Linked DNA regions of Gasterosteus aculeatus: region 2 is linked to region 1. Evidence: chromatin contacts called from public Hi-C data. All regions are on one chromosome and are shown on one strand. Each heading gives the region's core, a stretch centred on a gene start, on an enhancer-like site or on the middle of the called end of the contact. The rest is flanking DNA. Distances are from core to core; before and after follow the strand shown.

Region 1 (7,491 bases), core at 2,875-5,374:
TACAGTCAGTCCTCAGATTCACTTGTGCCAAAGTGCTATCACCTCTGAGGGTCACTGCGGCTGGAAAATGTAATGTCAAAAGTCATGATTTCCTACTTAACTGCAGTCGTAAATGCAAATCCCAAACCAAAAAGAAATCTATTTTTAATGAAGCACATTCGAATGGGATTTGAAAGGGGATTTTACAATTCATTTGAGGAAATACAGACGTAGTGACACAGGTGCAGTAGTACTATTATGTGAACTCCAATGAACTGTTTTTAGAATACAGCACCAGTCAAAAGCTCGGACACACTCATTGAATTGAATGAGAAAATGAGTCCAAACCTACTATACTATATACAGTATATAAGTAATGTCTACCCGGTACTTAGTCTTATGCGCGCCCAAAAAGTGATGTCAGAAACTGCATTCAAAGGAGTCATACATTCCAGCGCTACGAACAAGGACTTATCTGAGTACGCCCGAGGCGCCGTTAACGAATCTGCGTCTTTGAGATTGTGAATGTGGCGCCACCTCATCTGTCAGCAGCCATTCGGCCCGGTCAGCTTGTCTGGTGTGAACTCGGATAAATAGTTACTGAATATCAGACAATGAATCAAAACCTTGCTCCGTCATCAGAACTTCTCTTGGGAACTCGTTCAACGGGCCGGGCTCTATAGCTGCAGGGCGGCGATGGCAGATATGGAATGAGGCCGATGAGTACGAGAGAACCGACCCAGTCTCCTCCCCGCTGTGAATGTTGACAGAAGCTCCTTTCTTCTCATTCTGTTATTCCTCCGCGAGCTTGACACAAACCTGGTCTTGTCTGGCTTTCCGCCGCTGTGCCTCAGTTGTGTAAAATAAGTGACCTCATTTTCACTTCCTATGGAAGTTGTTCTCCAGCTTGGACTCGGGCCCGATTGAGTCCCGGACGCCGACACAGGCTCACTCTTCCTACTGAGAACTGGTGCTGAACTTCTCAAGAAAGGCCCCCAGACTGCACACTATGATTTATAGTCTGGGCCTTCCGCAGAAACAAGAGATTAGTCACAGAGTTGAAAGGTCAAGCCATTACAGCTGCATATGACGGCATGTTCAGCTACATGTGACTTTAATTAAGTCCTGCAAGCGTGCGATCATTTCTGTGTTATTTTGTCCTTTCATCTCATTTTCATGTCATTTTTTTTAACCATTTATATATATATATAAATATGTATATATACTGTGTGAGGTTTGCATATTTCCTGCATCCGTCATCTTCTTGGATGTGTGCGACGTGGAAGCAAGCAAGCTGATGTTTTGTCTCTCGTTCGTCTGTAACACGTAAAACTTGCGGTTTACTATTTGCGGCGCAGCCTCAACGGTTCGCCGCCACGCCAGAGGCCCCCCCGCTAACATCCTTTTCTTTCTTCCAGGTAAGTACCTACCTGCATGTCAAGGATAGCAGCCTGGCTGCGGTCCCCGTGTACGAGAGTATCACCTTTCCCCGCCAAAAGAGCCGCTCTGCAGCCTCGGCCTCCCCAGCTTTCTCCGCGGCCTCCTCCTCGCCGCCGCCCTCGCCGCTTCAGTTGGCCAACGTGACCTTCCGCCACCCGGCGGGGAGCGGCGGCAGCTCCCTCTTCAGCAGCCTCAAGAGAATGGGCAAGAAGAGGAAGAGGAAGAGAGACGCGCGCAGGCACACCATTCAGAAAATCATGGGGGTGGAGGAGCGGCCGGGGGGGAGGCCGCGTTACGACTGCGAGGCGATCACGTACGACACGCGCACGTGGCCGCTGAAGGAGGCCAGAAGGAAGAAGAGTTCCCAGGAGAGTGGGGAAGCGGTCGAGGCTCTGGCCTACATGAAGAACCCCCTGCTGACGGACATCGACACCGAATGCGCCGGAGAATACAGCATCATTCCGTATGCCGTCTCCGAGGGGACGACCACAACTCACGCGAGGAGCCACTGCAGGTTCCTCTCTCTGGGCTCCGTGCTGAGCATCGACCTGCCCAAGGACATGACGCTCATCCCCAGCATTCAGGACATCATTACCATCGCCCCACCGGAGTGCAAAATAGGAGCAGGCACTGATCCGGACCCCCACTCCCAGAGACACACGGCCCTGAGCTCCTTCAAACAGAGTCGGCCCACTCCTGCCGTCGCACGCGGCTCGGCGGAGCTCAGTTTTCCCGCCGCAGTGAAAGATCCGCCCGACGTGGAAAAGATTCCCCGAACACAACCTCCGGGCTCCTCGGAGGACGTCGAGGATCACAGGGTGCCGCGCAACGGCCTTTCTAAAACCCAGTCCGGCCCTCGCAGGTGCGCGGAACAGGCGCCGGACAAAACGGCGTCCGGGGTCAGAACCAGCACGGCCGAGAGAGATGCCAACAGCCAGCATTCCCATTGCCCCATTTACGTGAACCATGCCGGGAATACAGCCGCACAGTCACACGTGTGCCCAAGTGTCCACACGCTCATCCGCGACCTAAACGGACACCCGTACCACAAACATCCAAGGCCCCGGATTGTGCGCGACGAGAGCCCCGGGCCTCAGAGCCCCAGACCTCAGAGCCCCAGACCTCAGAGCCCCAGACCTCAGAGCCCCAGACCTCAGAGCCCCAGACCTCAGAGCCCCAGACCTCAGAGCCCCGGACCTCAGAGCCCCAGACCTCAGAGCCCCAGACCTCAGGGTCTGAGCCAGGCTTCTCACATGGTCGTGAGTCTGAAGTCCACGGTGAGCGTTCGCCAGGACTCCGTGGATTCCGGGATCTCCACCTCCAGCAGCATCAAGCTCTGCAACGAGGCGCTGTGTGCGGATAAGCCGCAGCCCAAGGGCGTGGTGGGGAGGCTCATGTCCTTCCAGGTGGCAGGTCTGGACTGCGCCGCAGCGAGGGAGGACCCCCTCCCGACGGCCGCGGCTCCGCCGGCGGAGCCGGAAGCGGAGCCCGTCCGCCTCGACCGGCAGCAGTTTGAGGAGGAGGAGGAAGAGCTGGAGGACATCTGGAACCGGACCACCAACTCCAGGCGCAGCGTCTGCTCGGACATCATGTACCAGCCCAACCACGGACCCTCAGACCAGTCTGGGGAGCCCGTCTCCCGCTCAGCTTCACCCGAGACCCCGGCTGAGCGCTACAGGAACCTGGTCACAGCCTCAGCACCCAACCTCCCGGTGGCAGAGTTCAAACTTCAGAGCTTGCTGGGTTACGACAAGGAGCAGAGGCCCAAAGGTCGCCTCCCTCCACTGGCCACAGGGGACAGGAGGTCCTGGGCAGCCTTTCCGAACACGGAACCCGCAGGCAAGAACGCCGTCTCTGTGAACGAGACGGCATCGGATCCGGTGAAGCTGCCAGATGTGGGGGACAATCCGAGATATATCTATCAATACAGAGAGGAGGAAGAGGAGGAGGCAACGGTGGGGGAGGAGGTGGAGGAGCATGCAGGTTCTTTGAAGGTACGGTCAGCGTTTGAGATACTGTGACGTTAAAACCTTAGAGACTGTAAAAAATGAAAATCTCTGTTTAAAGCCATGAGGATCCAAATGTTGTTTGCTCACAGCGACCACTACAATAAAGGTGTTGACTGCGTTGTTCTGTGTAACAACACTTGTAATATTATTAAATCAATTCTAGAATATAAACTGGGTCTACATAGTAACACATTGCCCCGATACTGTAGATGAGCCGTAGCATTTTACCCGGTTCTGCTGTTGATGTGGACGGCCTGCATGAGAACCTGCTATCTCATCTCCTCTTTCCGAACAGGAACAATCGATGAGTCTCCTCTCAGTTCATATGAGTTTGGATGCCGTGTGTGGCCAAAGAAAAGCCTCGCAGAGCCTGGATGACATGGAGAAGCAGGAAGGCTCTCTGGCCACAAGAGGGCGTCCTATCAACCTGGTAAGAGCCACTGCAACGAGACAAGCTCCTACGCCTTTTCTGAGATTTAGCTCTTATGAGGAACCACAGAGTGGAGTTGCTTGTGTTTTTTGTCTTGACATCAGTGTTCACTTTACCTCTCAGAGTGGGAAGCCCGAGCCGCAGTCTATGGAGGCCACTCTGGAGAGGAAGCACAAGCTGCAGCTGGGGGGAAAGAAAGTAAGACTTTCTGAGTAAGCCGGCGCGGTCAGCGAACGTAAAGCCCGCAGTAAGCAGCACACACTCTTATCTTATTTTCACAGGCTGCCTCGAGGGGCTGGAACTCCTACCATGCCGTTCTATACAGACACACCCTGTGCTTCTACCAGGACAGAAAGGAAATTCTCAGGGTAAGCAGAAAAAAAAAAAAAACACGACAATAAGAGCCCCAGAGAAGCGAGATGATGAATAATTGGGATAGCATGAAGTCAGCAGTGATGAATCCGTGTTACGCCGCAGAGTTCCGCATGCGGCCTGCCGCTGAACCTCGCGGGAGCCGAGTGTTCACCCGCCCCGGAGTACACCAAAAAGCCCAACTGCTTCCGACTCCGGTGAGACTCTAATGGCCACTAATGATAATGACGATGCTGTGCAGATGGCGTGTCCGACCGAGGATGTAACATTTTTTTTTTCCATTCCCCCCCCCCAGGCTCCGGGACGGGTCTGAGTATCTGCTCAACGCCTCCTCCCGCTTTATGCTGAAGAAATGGATGATGAAGATACAAGCAAGCACGGGTGAGCGTTGTTATTTGGAGGCTATTGATTGCTACGCCTGAACTGGCGTCGAAATGTTGTGAATCATTTGTCTTTATTTGGTTCTTGAAAGGTCTGAGCGAGACTCCGTGTTCGAGCGTCCCCGCTGATCAGGACCTCCCTGTTTCCACGTAAGACACAGCGCTTACTCCAGATTTGGTGCTTTCAATATTTAATGTTATTAAAACTCCCCCCTCTCCCCCATCCCAGCAAGCCCTCCCTTTGCTCCACCTGTCACGGCACCAAATGCCAATGCTCCTGCCGCCGCGACGTCACCTGCACGTTCCCCAGGCGCGAGCCGCCGGGCGGCACCCCCCACGCCAAGGAGACGTTTGTCCTCACCAGGGAGTTCAGTCACATGCCACAGACTCGTTTGAGGAGTGTGGACGAGCGGTCGACCGTCTCGTCCTCGGCTGCAGGCCGCCGCGGTAAGGCCGTCCGCTGTGCTGCATCTGCTCCACATTCACACTCGGCATGACAGGCCCCGCCCTCCATTGTTTGCTGCCGAAAGGCCTGCGCCGAGCCGCTGGTGGTCAGAGGGACGCGCCCTGGCACGGCAGCTATTGATGCGAGAGGGTTTTTATGATTTTAGTGCTCTTTTAATCGGCAGTTAACCGTTGAGAAATGTGTTCCGGGTGTAATTTAGCCATGTAGTGTTTCAGACGTCCATCACACGTCCTCCCATCATGCGAGAAAATGGGGACTGGCTGTGTTCCACTAGAGGGAGCTATTGTATTGAATTAAACAACTGGAGTATCACAGGAGCTCACATCTGTTGCTCTTCTGCTGCTCTTAACGCCTGCTTTTGATAATCTCTCGCCTCTCGCTAGATGATGATGATGAAGACAGTTTGACGGTGACTCACAGGCCGTCTGGAGCATCCAGTGACGCCACCTCCTCCTCCTCCTCCTCCCCCCCTGTCTCCAGCAGCGAGGACCGGCTCAGCAACAAGCGGCGCTCCCACTCCTTCACCTCGGGTAAGTTTGCGGTGGTTAAAACGAATGAGGCGCGTCCGAGGGAAACCGTGAACAGATGTTCTGTCGCCCCGTCTTCTGTTTCTCAGCGACGTTTCAGAGGATCAAACCCACGTTGCACACTGTGGGAGGCGGAGGCCCGGAAAGAGGCTCCAACTACTGCGTGACTCTTGTGGTCGGGGACAAGTCGTCAGGCGGAGCGCCCGTGAGCGAGAGCCCCGGGCCGCCGCTGCTGGCCGCCGCCGGATGGCGGCAGGATGCCTGTGAGGATTCCGCTCTGAGGAGCTACACCAGCCTGCCGAGGCCGCGCACCAAGTCCGTCTTCAAAAAGTTCTTTGGGAAAAGGGACACCTGAGTTTTTACTAACAAAGGTGTGTTGTTGTTTTTTTACAAATAGTGTGCAGTGCACGTGTTTGTTAAAAATATAAAGAAAACGCTACTACTGACTGTATTTATGATCTGAAGAGCTGCCGCAGTTTGATTTTTGATGTGTTTTATATAGATCACTTCCAGGCCTTCTGAGTGTTCTCGTGAAAGGAACAATATTGTGTGTGTGTGTGTGTGTGTGTGTGTGTGTGTCTGCACCATGTCATCGTAGATGTGAACATTTTCCTATATTTGCTTTGATAGTTTTTGGATGGTTGAGTTATTGAGTATACGGTCTCTCTATGAAGAAACGGACCTGCTCAGGACAGAGAATCCGTTTAGAACTCAGTTATGGTCAAGCGTTCAATACCCTCAACTTCACATGTACGCCGTGTGGTGCACCAAAACATTTTCGTCCTAATAATGAAATCAGCGGTTTGATACTGCTTGAGCTTGTTTGATATTAACACTTTTTTTCAAAATACAAAATGTATTAAAGACTATTCATAATAAAACATCAAAAACCAATGCTTTTCTTTGGCTGTGATTATTCAATGAAGATATGAATTATTACGACGAGTTGGAAATGGCTGTTATTCATGCTCAGTTCTCGTCTCCGGAGGCTTTGACGAAAGGAGATTAGATGAAGAGAGAGATTAAAGGCCAGGCCAGGCTAAGAACATCTTCACATCATTAGCCTCCTTTTTGCATATTAAAAAGGCACAATTCAAACAAATCCATAATCAACAGCATTTATGCTGATGAACCAAACAACCTCTGCGGACATTACGGCGGCATAATGAGTCATGTGCATGGAGAGTGCAAAATAGGACTGTTCAGCATTGAAAAATATTCAGCGATTTCCAGGGACGGATTAGTTACAGCACAAAGAGGAAAGGATCACGAGGTACGAATTTAAAAAAAGACATTTGGAAAATTTGAATAAATGAAGGACTAAAAAAGGCTTTGAAGAAATACAATTTAAGGTGCAAACACTAAATGAGCTGAAATGTTTTTGATGCGTGATGCTGTCTGGGAGCAGTCAAAATCACTTGAAAGTACTTGAAATTTGAATGTCAAGATTCCGTTTCCGTGGGCGTAATGTTGGACAGCCAATAAACAATGACATGTACCATCTTTACAACGGCATGCATCATCTGCTGCAAGCCATTGTAAAGAAAGTGCACCTTTCCTCCAGTAACAAGCAGCCAACTTCTTAACACAAAGCAGCACGTTCCCAAATATTCTAATAAGAAATCACAACGAATGGAAGAAGAGCGAAGTTTTTTGGCTCCGTGTCTCGGCTCTGAGATCACTGCCAAGAGTCCTGGCCCGCGCGCACACGCATGCAGCGGCTACTATAGCGTATGGAATGGAAACGGCTCGAAGACCTCTGCGTTTGTGGTGCAAATTTGTCGAGAGCATCCTGCAGAGGCATTCGTCATGGCAGGTCAGCAATCTGTGAACCATTATCACGGCTCCATGGTGCTGAGTGCTGCAGGATTCTCCCACAACAAGAGAT
Region 2 (7,491 bases), core at 2,172-4,671, 95 kb after region 1:
ACGTTGACATAGCAAGCAGAATATCACAACGGTTAGGGAATGATTGTGGTGACATGCGTCCAAACACTGATCATCAGTTTGTAACGTGCATTAAATGTTGCTGGTTCAACGTTTTTGCACAGACTTCTGCAAAAGTGCTGTGTGTTTTCACAGACGGCTGACCCCCGTCTGCACGTGGCCGTTTACGGCTCACCGTAAAGGAGCATGCTGTTAATGTAAATCTCGAGGTGTGAGGTCATCCGACGCGAACACAACAGCTCTGTATCTGCTAAATGATTCAGAGCGTTCACCGCTGACTGCGTCCACTGTGCGTGCTGAGCAGGCAGCGGTTCGCAGCACCACTAGTAACCGCTGCTTTGCGCCAGGCCAGCTGTTATCTAAAGGTTGCAGGACATCCGAACTAATGCACGGGTTCACTTTGGAGCGTGATGAACTGTGTCAAACAACTGCCTTGTTGCCGTGTATACTTCCAACATTTGACTTTTCCCACCAGAGAAATGACACGCTCAATGAAAACGTGCGGTTGCCTTTTGCTGGCAATGACACCAAACAGCACACGTACCTTCTGGGCTCGTTTGGGGTCGGATCTTCCATAATGAGCTGGTGTGTGTTCTAGGAAGCCATGGATTATGGGATTTCTTTTGTTCATTTGTCTGCTCTGTTTTTCTAGCTATCTTCACATAGCTGCTGGTAAGGAGAATAAAACTATAGAGGTGAATTACTGAGAACAAACGTACAGGCGTTGGATTCATGTTGTTCTTGTAAACTACTTTAGTTTCATTATTAAGTGTGCAACCGACTGAGATTTGGTCAACCGGTTGAAGAAAGAAAGGTACCTTGAACTATTATACTAAAAGCCCCGGCTGTTTTTATACCAAAAAGCACATCTGTCAGCTCTGCTGCATGTGTTATTGTTGCTTGACTGATGTGCTCCACCCGTTGGTCCCTTGGCTGCAGGAGAGAGGCTAAAGCTGTGCTGCGTTCAGAGAGAGAGAGAGAGGCCCCCACCAATCTGCCACAAAAACAATTAGCACCTGACACATGAGTTACAAGACCCACAGGACGCATAAAAAAAAGTGTCGTCAATCACGTGACGTACTTGAACATTTGCGGTTGAGGTGAAGGTGTGTTTGGGCGGCAGTGAAAGGGACTGAGGGCAAACAACACAAACTTACCGGAGGGTGTTGCACACATTTTATTTTCTAGGCATCACCTTCGATTCAAAGCGGACACCACTTTCATTTCACCAAAGACTTTGTTTCTGAGGCAATTTGAGAAAGTTTGAGGTGTCGGGGGAGAGGATGTTTCTGTTCTACCAGGCGGAGTCGCCTCTTCAATAACTGTTTGATATGACCTGATCCTGAAGCTTGAGAATAAGCAGCCGAAACTAGTAGCACACATTTTTTACTTGAAGTTACAAGTTTGCAAGAAATTATTGCTTTAAACCTCTGTGCCTTTTTATATGTTCCAGGAAAATATTTGACCGCTTTTCATTCATTTTTTTTAATGCGTTTTGGTTTGATTCTTGAATGCCTTTTTTTATGGAGCACCTTTTTATAAAGCTTTTGGTGGTTAATTTAAAGGCGATGCACTTCCAATTTCCATCTACACCCAGCGCTTGTTTCGGCCAAAATGCAATTTCTAGAAAATTTCCCTTTTTAGAAGCCATCTGTCATTAATATTTTATACAACTTTGTAAAGTACTGAGTGTGGTAGTTAAATGGCTTCGCTCAAAAGGATCCTGTGCTGATGCACATTTTCCAAAACATCACGAGGTGCCAGAGAACAGGCGGCAGGTAGGAAGGCAGTTATTCCACATCAGAAGGTCTCCTGTCCACCCACACAGAGGCTGTGGTTATAATCAGCGCGTCAGTCCGCAGCAGCAACGCATTACACAGTTGGACTAAAATGAATGCGGGCCGTGGACTTCTGCATGCATGGGGGTCGAAAACGCCAGGAACAGCATGCCGCTGGCGTTCTGGACAGGGACACCTTCGCCCAGGTTCCACCTCCATGTGGGTGCTGAGAAGGTGCTGCTGAGGGCCGCTGTCAGAAGGCTAATCCCTCACGGGGACCGATTTAGCTGCCGCGTCTCTACAGGCCTTCATCTCGAGTGCGGAGCTGATGTCATCGAGCTTGCTAGCTGAGTTATGTCGAGGGCCCGCGGCCTCACTCCTATCCAGGAGATAGACGAGGTTCCCATTTAGAAGTGGAGATCTTGCAGGAAGATCCTCCTTCACCACCAAAGGGCATCAGGAGGATTTGGGGCAGGTCAACTTCCAGATTCACACACTGCCAGTTGACGGCAAGGGGGTCTGAGTCTGAGATGAAGAGGAGATCTGAAGCAGCCTCAAAGATCACCCCCCTCTCTGGAGCCTGTGGGGCCGTCTGTGGACTCCCTGCACACCGCGCGCAATTACCCTTTTAAGCTTCCCGAGCACAATTACCTTTTGGTCCTAAGCAGGGCAACACATGGCACTGCAATAATGTAGGGAATGGTCATTGATGGCTGCTGTGTGTTTGTTTGCAGAGGTGGGGAGGAGTGTTGCGTTAGTAACACTACCCTTTACCCCGTCTCCCGGTTGGAAAGACCATACTGTGATCAAAGGTTCTTTGAAGATCCGTCTTTATGGAGGTAAAATGGCAAAAACACTTTAGTGAGGTTTTTTTTTTTCATCTTGTAAATCTACGTGTTATCGATCTCTGTGGCAGCTGTACTTTGTTGGGTGCTATTTGGACATTTTATCAAGGGAGCTTTCACTGATATTAGAATGAAGTCTTTAGATCATCTGAAATAACTGTTGATTTGACGCCATCATCTCATCTGATTATCGTTTTCTTTTAAGTTTCTTAGTAGCGAGGTCTCTCTGAGATTTAACTACATTTAAGTACCAATATTTTAACAGAGGAAGTGCCCATGGTAGAGCTGGGCTATATGAAGGGAACCAAATATCAAAAGAACTTTTACCAAATACTAGGGCGGACGCATTCAGATAACATTTACACAATCTTTGAGAAGTAATCGGCAGCAATGTGCATATTAACGCTGTAATAAGTGGATAAAGTTAAAACAGTCTACGTTTAGAAAATGCCATCACTTTCCCATGTCACAATATGGACATTGCTAAAGGACAAATTACAAGTTGTAAGACACTTAAATTGAAATGGAATTTAAAAACCTCCACAACCGTGTAGGTGGTGTGTGTCTCTGATGGAGTGTGTGTGTGTGTGTGTGTGTGTGTGTGTGTGGGTGTGTGGGTGAATGCTCCTCATGTCCTTCCTGTGAGAACGCGCTGCTCGGCGCCATCCATTGTCAGAGATGGTGAAGTGATTAATTTCTGCGTCAGGTCCTGGGCTGATTGGACACGCCTTTGGGGAGAGAGCTGGATTGATTGGACGGTTCCTGTTTCTGTATAGATGGAGTGGTACTGGGGGGAGGCACACGGATGCTCTCTGTCCCCCTCTCTCCCGCTCTCGCTCGCTCCCCAGAGATCGTCCGCAAATTAATACAAATCGGAGCCCTCTTCTCCGCCCGAGCCTCGCCGCTCACCTTCCCCCCAGGTAGGAAATACAGAGAGGACGATGGAGCAGGTGCAGCCAAGTGCAGAGCAATCGGAAGAGAAATGATTGGAATATCAGCGAGTGAGTGCTTTTGTGCTTGAGAGACTGCGTGCGTGTGTGTGCGTGTGCGCAAAAGGAGGGAAACGCGTATGAAAAACTGATATCACAAGGACTTGGGGGATAAAACATATGGTGTTTCAGCTCTGCTGCTGATACCTGTGGGATTAAAGAGCTCTACTGTATGCCTTGGTTAAACATCTGGACAGATGTTTTGAAAATGTGCAACTGTCATTTTGGGCAAAGTCATTCGCACGCCAGGCTTAACGGATTTCCAGGAACCTCGTTTAGTCGCACAGCAGAAGAAAGCCCACCGCGTGCTCGTGTGAACCCGCGTGACTTTGAGCGGGTTATTGTTGCGGCGTCGGGCCACACAAAGCGGGCAGGAACCGCACAGCGGTGGTGGCAGACTGACCCCTTCTGGCGCGGACCGTCCCAGTCTGACTGACTGGTTTGTGCTGCTGGTTCTGTCTTACTGGACAAGAAGACCTTGTTTAATAATCGCCCTCGTGAAACGTGACTTTGTGGCGCCGTCTGTCAGTTCTCAGCGGCTCTTTCTGAAGGTTGTCTGTCTGTTAGTCACCATTTAACTGTGTGGACTCGTATTGTATTTAAGAAGAAAAGGCACGACAAGCCAATTCAAATAAAGAATATTTGACGAGTTTTTAAGTTCCCTTTAATTGCAGTTTTTCTTTTCTTTATTATGATTTGTATTGTAGTCCATTACTTGAAGTGCCGCCCTGATGGACGATACCTCGTCCTCTATATTGAATGTGTATTTGTTAAATGGCTTTATTGATTAAACTCTATGCTGAGGGCTTGTCTTTCGTTATTAATGGAATCCAATTCTTTCTGGGCAGAGCCCTATCGATCTGTCCCTCACATTCTACTTTTCAAATTCACCACGCGAGCCTTTCCACTTGATTAACGCGGCCCGTCTGGTCTTACCGTGCGACGTCTGTGGTCGTTGTTTTGTGGGTCCGTGGTGTAATGCATTGTGTTAACCGCGCGCGACACTAAGCCCCCGGGGGACAACAGTGACAGTTCAGATTGACAAATCCTTTTCATCTCCCTTTCATAACCCCGCTGTGTCATGAAGCGCAGCCTTTGGCCCGCGCCCAGCGCAGCGCCGTCACAGTGACCTTGGCCCGTCTCTTGTTGGCGCGGCGGACGCGCGGAGATTAGCGGGCGAGTGTCCGAGTCCAGCAGCTTCCTCCGTGATGACGCCTACGGTCCGGGCTGCCAAATGAGCCGCAGCCAGCGGAGCTCAAGTGAGGGAAGAAACTCAAAGACAGAAATATGATGAGCAGGTAGGTTTTTTGGGGGGGGGGGGGGTTAGGCGATGCTGTCACAGCCAAATGAAAGCAATGTTTGGCACTGCGCTGGGTAGTCACCCAAATGTCAGAAAGTGGGTTTATACGTTGGCCACTCGTGTCATTTGTTTAAAAAAACAATCTCCATCTGCACCCCTTTGGATCAATTATTAGTCAACATGCGGAAAACTGTTTCCCAATATTAAAATTCTCACCTGCCACCCAACAAAAAACTAAAACTTCCTAAAATGACAAATAGTTACCCCAAAAGAGCACTATGCTAGGTCAGCATCATTTTATATTTCTATGTGTGTGACCAAGTGATATGCATCACGTTAATAATATCGGCTTTGCTGGCTATATTTTCAACCCCCAAACCGATTCCCTTGAAGGTCACCTCGTGTGCGCTCTAATATATGCAACGGGTATTTCAGCTTTCTATTTCGGCCGTCTTAAAATTCTTCTTTTTATCTGCGTTTCCACAATGTTTGAATGAAAAATGTTTCCTGCTGTGCTCGGGAAAAAATATGATTATTTAAAAACTGCCTAAAGCTATTTGTTTTACCCCAACTTCCCGTTTACATAGTTAATTGCTTCTGATTGGACAGCTCCATGTTTAAAATCGAGGAACCCCGTTCAGTAAATCACTAGTTTATACTAGTTGTAACCAAAGACTTCGTAAGTGCCCACAGGAAGGGGCCCCGTGTAGGGGGTTGCGGATGGCTTGTATCATGTAAGCACCTTGGGCTGACGCCACGTACGGAGCTGGTTGACAAGTTGTCACGGTCACCAGGCCTCAAAAATGAGCATCACATGTGGGGCTCGCATGGACGATCCGGCCCTATTTCATTCACATGTTCCTCCCCCGGGCTTCACCGCTGTCATCCGACGCACTCGGATGCAATCAGTGTATCGGGGAGCAGATCTCATTCGCTTCACAAGGCCTGATTAATACCCGTCCTGGTGTTTACTCAGGTAATAATGGTTCTTGTATATAGGTCAGTCGGCGTCTGGCCGTCCTCGTACGGTTTTGGCCTAATGCAGCAGGAGGACTGCGGGGCTACAAGTGTGTCGCAGAAGGATCCTTTCAACTCCCTCGTCGGTCGGCATCCACATGCAAGCGCGTCTTTGTGCCTCGGCCTTTTAGTGAAGTGGTCCATTGTGCTGCAGTCCATGAGCTCATGAACCCCTCTGTGCCCCCCGAGGAACTCTACTGTCCAAAATGGAGCAACGGCACAGTTAAGACTAATGTACCCTTGATTGGTGTATATGGCAGATCATTTAAAATGGCCTCTGTGATTTAGATTTTGGACCTCGCTGTGCTTTAGGGCAGTTGCCTTATTGTCAAACTGAATGAAATGTGGCTCCTAATCCTCCAGTGAGCGTATTTTTCCCCCCCGATGAAACCTGTATCTCCACGGGGCAGAACAACGTGCAATCCCCCCTCTCCCTGGGCTCCTCTAATCACCTCTAAATCAGATGCCTTCAGCAGTTTTCACAGGACAATAGTGTGGCCACTGATAAGCCCTTCAGGCGAATCACCATACGGGACGAGAGCGGGAGGTATCTGTAGCAAAATTGGAGCACCATATGTTTCTCAAATGTTTTTTTTGATAATAATTTCCCTGTTATGAGCATATACACAAATGGAGAGACAAAAGCCCAAGATTTGCTCAGCAGGCTCCTTACTGATGAAAGACGTCATTGTCGCGTACGCGCACACACACGCACACACACACACACACACACACACACACACACGGCAGAGAACTTGGTGTCCATGGTTCACGTGTGGCGCTCACTTTGAAGCTCCTCTAAATGTCGATTCCATTTTTTTTGAAAGCATATTGCAGCAATCTCCTCCGCTCACACCTTGATTCTCCGCTTGAGTTAGTAACCTGCTTCAGATTCAGATTTTTCAAAATAAAGTAGAAAAAATGCCATGCACTCATTTTCATGCATCCAACACAGCCTTTTGTTCATGATGGACTATGGCTGCTGTTTGTGTAGCAATTTTAAAAAGCACCACCCGCATGCCTGGAATCCATCCAGCTGAGAGATGGAGGAGACGCTCGCCACTCTCTTCTGCTCTCAGCACGTCGTTTCATTCTGACGACAATTTCAGCTTAACACGACGTATTTAAGTTAACAGTTTGACTTTTTTTGTGAGATTCACAGCTACTTGCTTTAAGTTTCCCGCTGAGATTCCAAGAAGTAAATCAACTCAGACAAGATATTGTCCTGCTCATTCATTCATTCATTTATTTTGCAGGGACAATGCACACCAATCAACATTTGTACTGTAAGTGATCCAGAGTAAGCCGGAGAGGCTAATTCCCATCTGCTGTCCCCGGCCAGATGTTATTAAGGTTGCCTGAAATAACAAAATCTCAAAAGGAAATGCACTTTCTTCTGCAGGGATTAAACCAGCAGAACAAAGGCGATGTGTCCTGTAGTGAGATTTGTGCTCGTAGGTGCAACTTGGACAGCGTCGGGTTAGCTTTTTCCCCGTTTCCAGTCCTGATGCTAAGGTAATTGGCAGCAGCTTTATACGTGACCT

Evidence for each region. Hi-C and Micro-C count contacts between places; a contact is called where the count stands out from the background.
Region 2: a Hi-C map of skeletal muscle shows a contact between it and region 1, with 4 times the contacts expected there. The contact joins two enhancer-like sites. A contact is called at or near these places in 2 of 6 Hi-C or Micro-C datasets (skeletal muscle and tail fin).

The regions. Positions count from the first base shown.
Region 1 is chr6:7,239,952-7,247,442 of fGasAcu3.hap1.1, forward strand. mymx (myomixer) reads left to right here. Exons shown (of 34, transcript XM_078104021.1): 25 at 1,398-3,413; 26 at 3,724-3,858; 27 at 3,982-4,056; 28 at 4,140-4,226; 29 at 4,336-4,427; 30 at 4,526-4,611; 31 at 4,703-4,760; 32 at 4,840-5,057; 33 at 5,460-5,606; 34 at 5,693-6,497. The coding sequence ends at 5,958. Among protein-coding and RNA genes, the nearest start is that of ntpcr, 9.6 kb to the right of the region's middle. Within about 2 kb of position 4,125, at least 1 of the 9 cell types and tissues checked has open chromatin away from gene starts, as enhancers often do.
Region 2 is chr6:7,336,075-7,343,565 of fGasAcu3.hap1.1, forward strand. No RefSeq gene overlaps it. Among protein-coding and RNA genes, the nearest start is that of LOC144409423, 52 kb to the right of the region's middle. Within about 2 kb of position 3,422, at least 2 of the 9 cell types and tissues checked have open chromatin away from gene starts, as enhancers often do.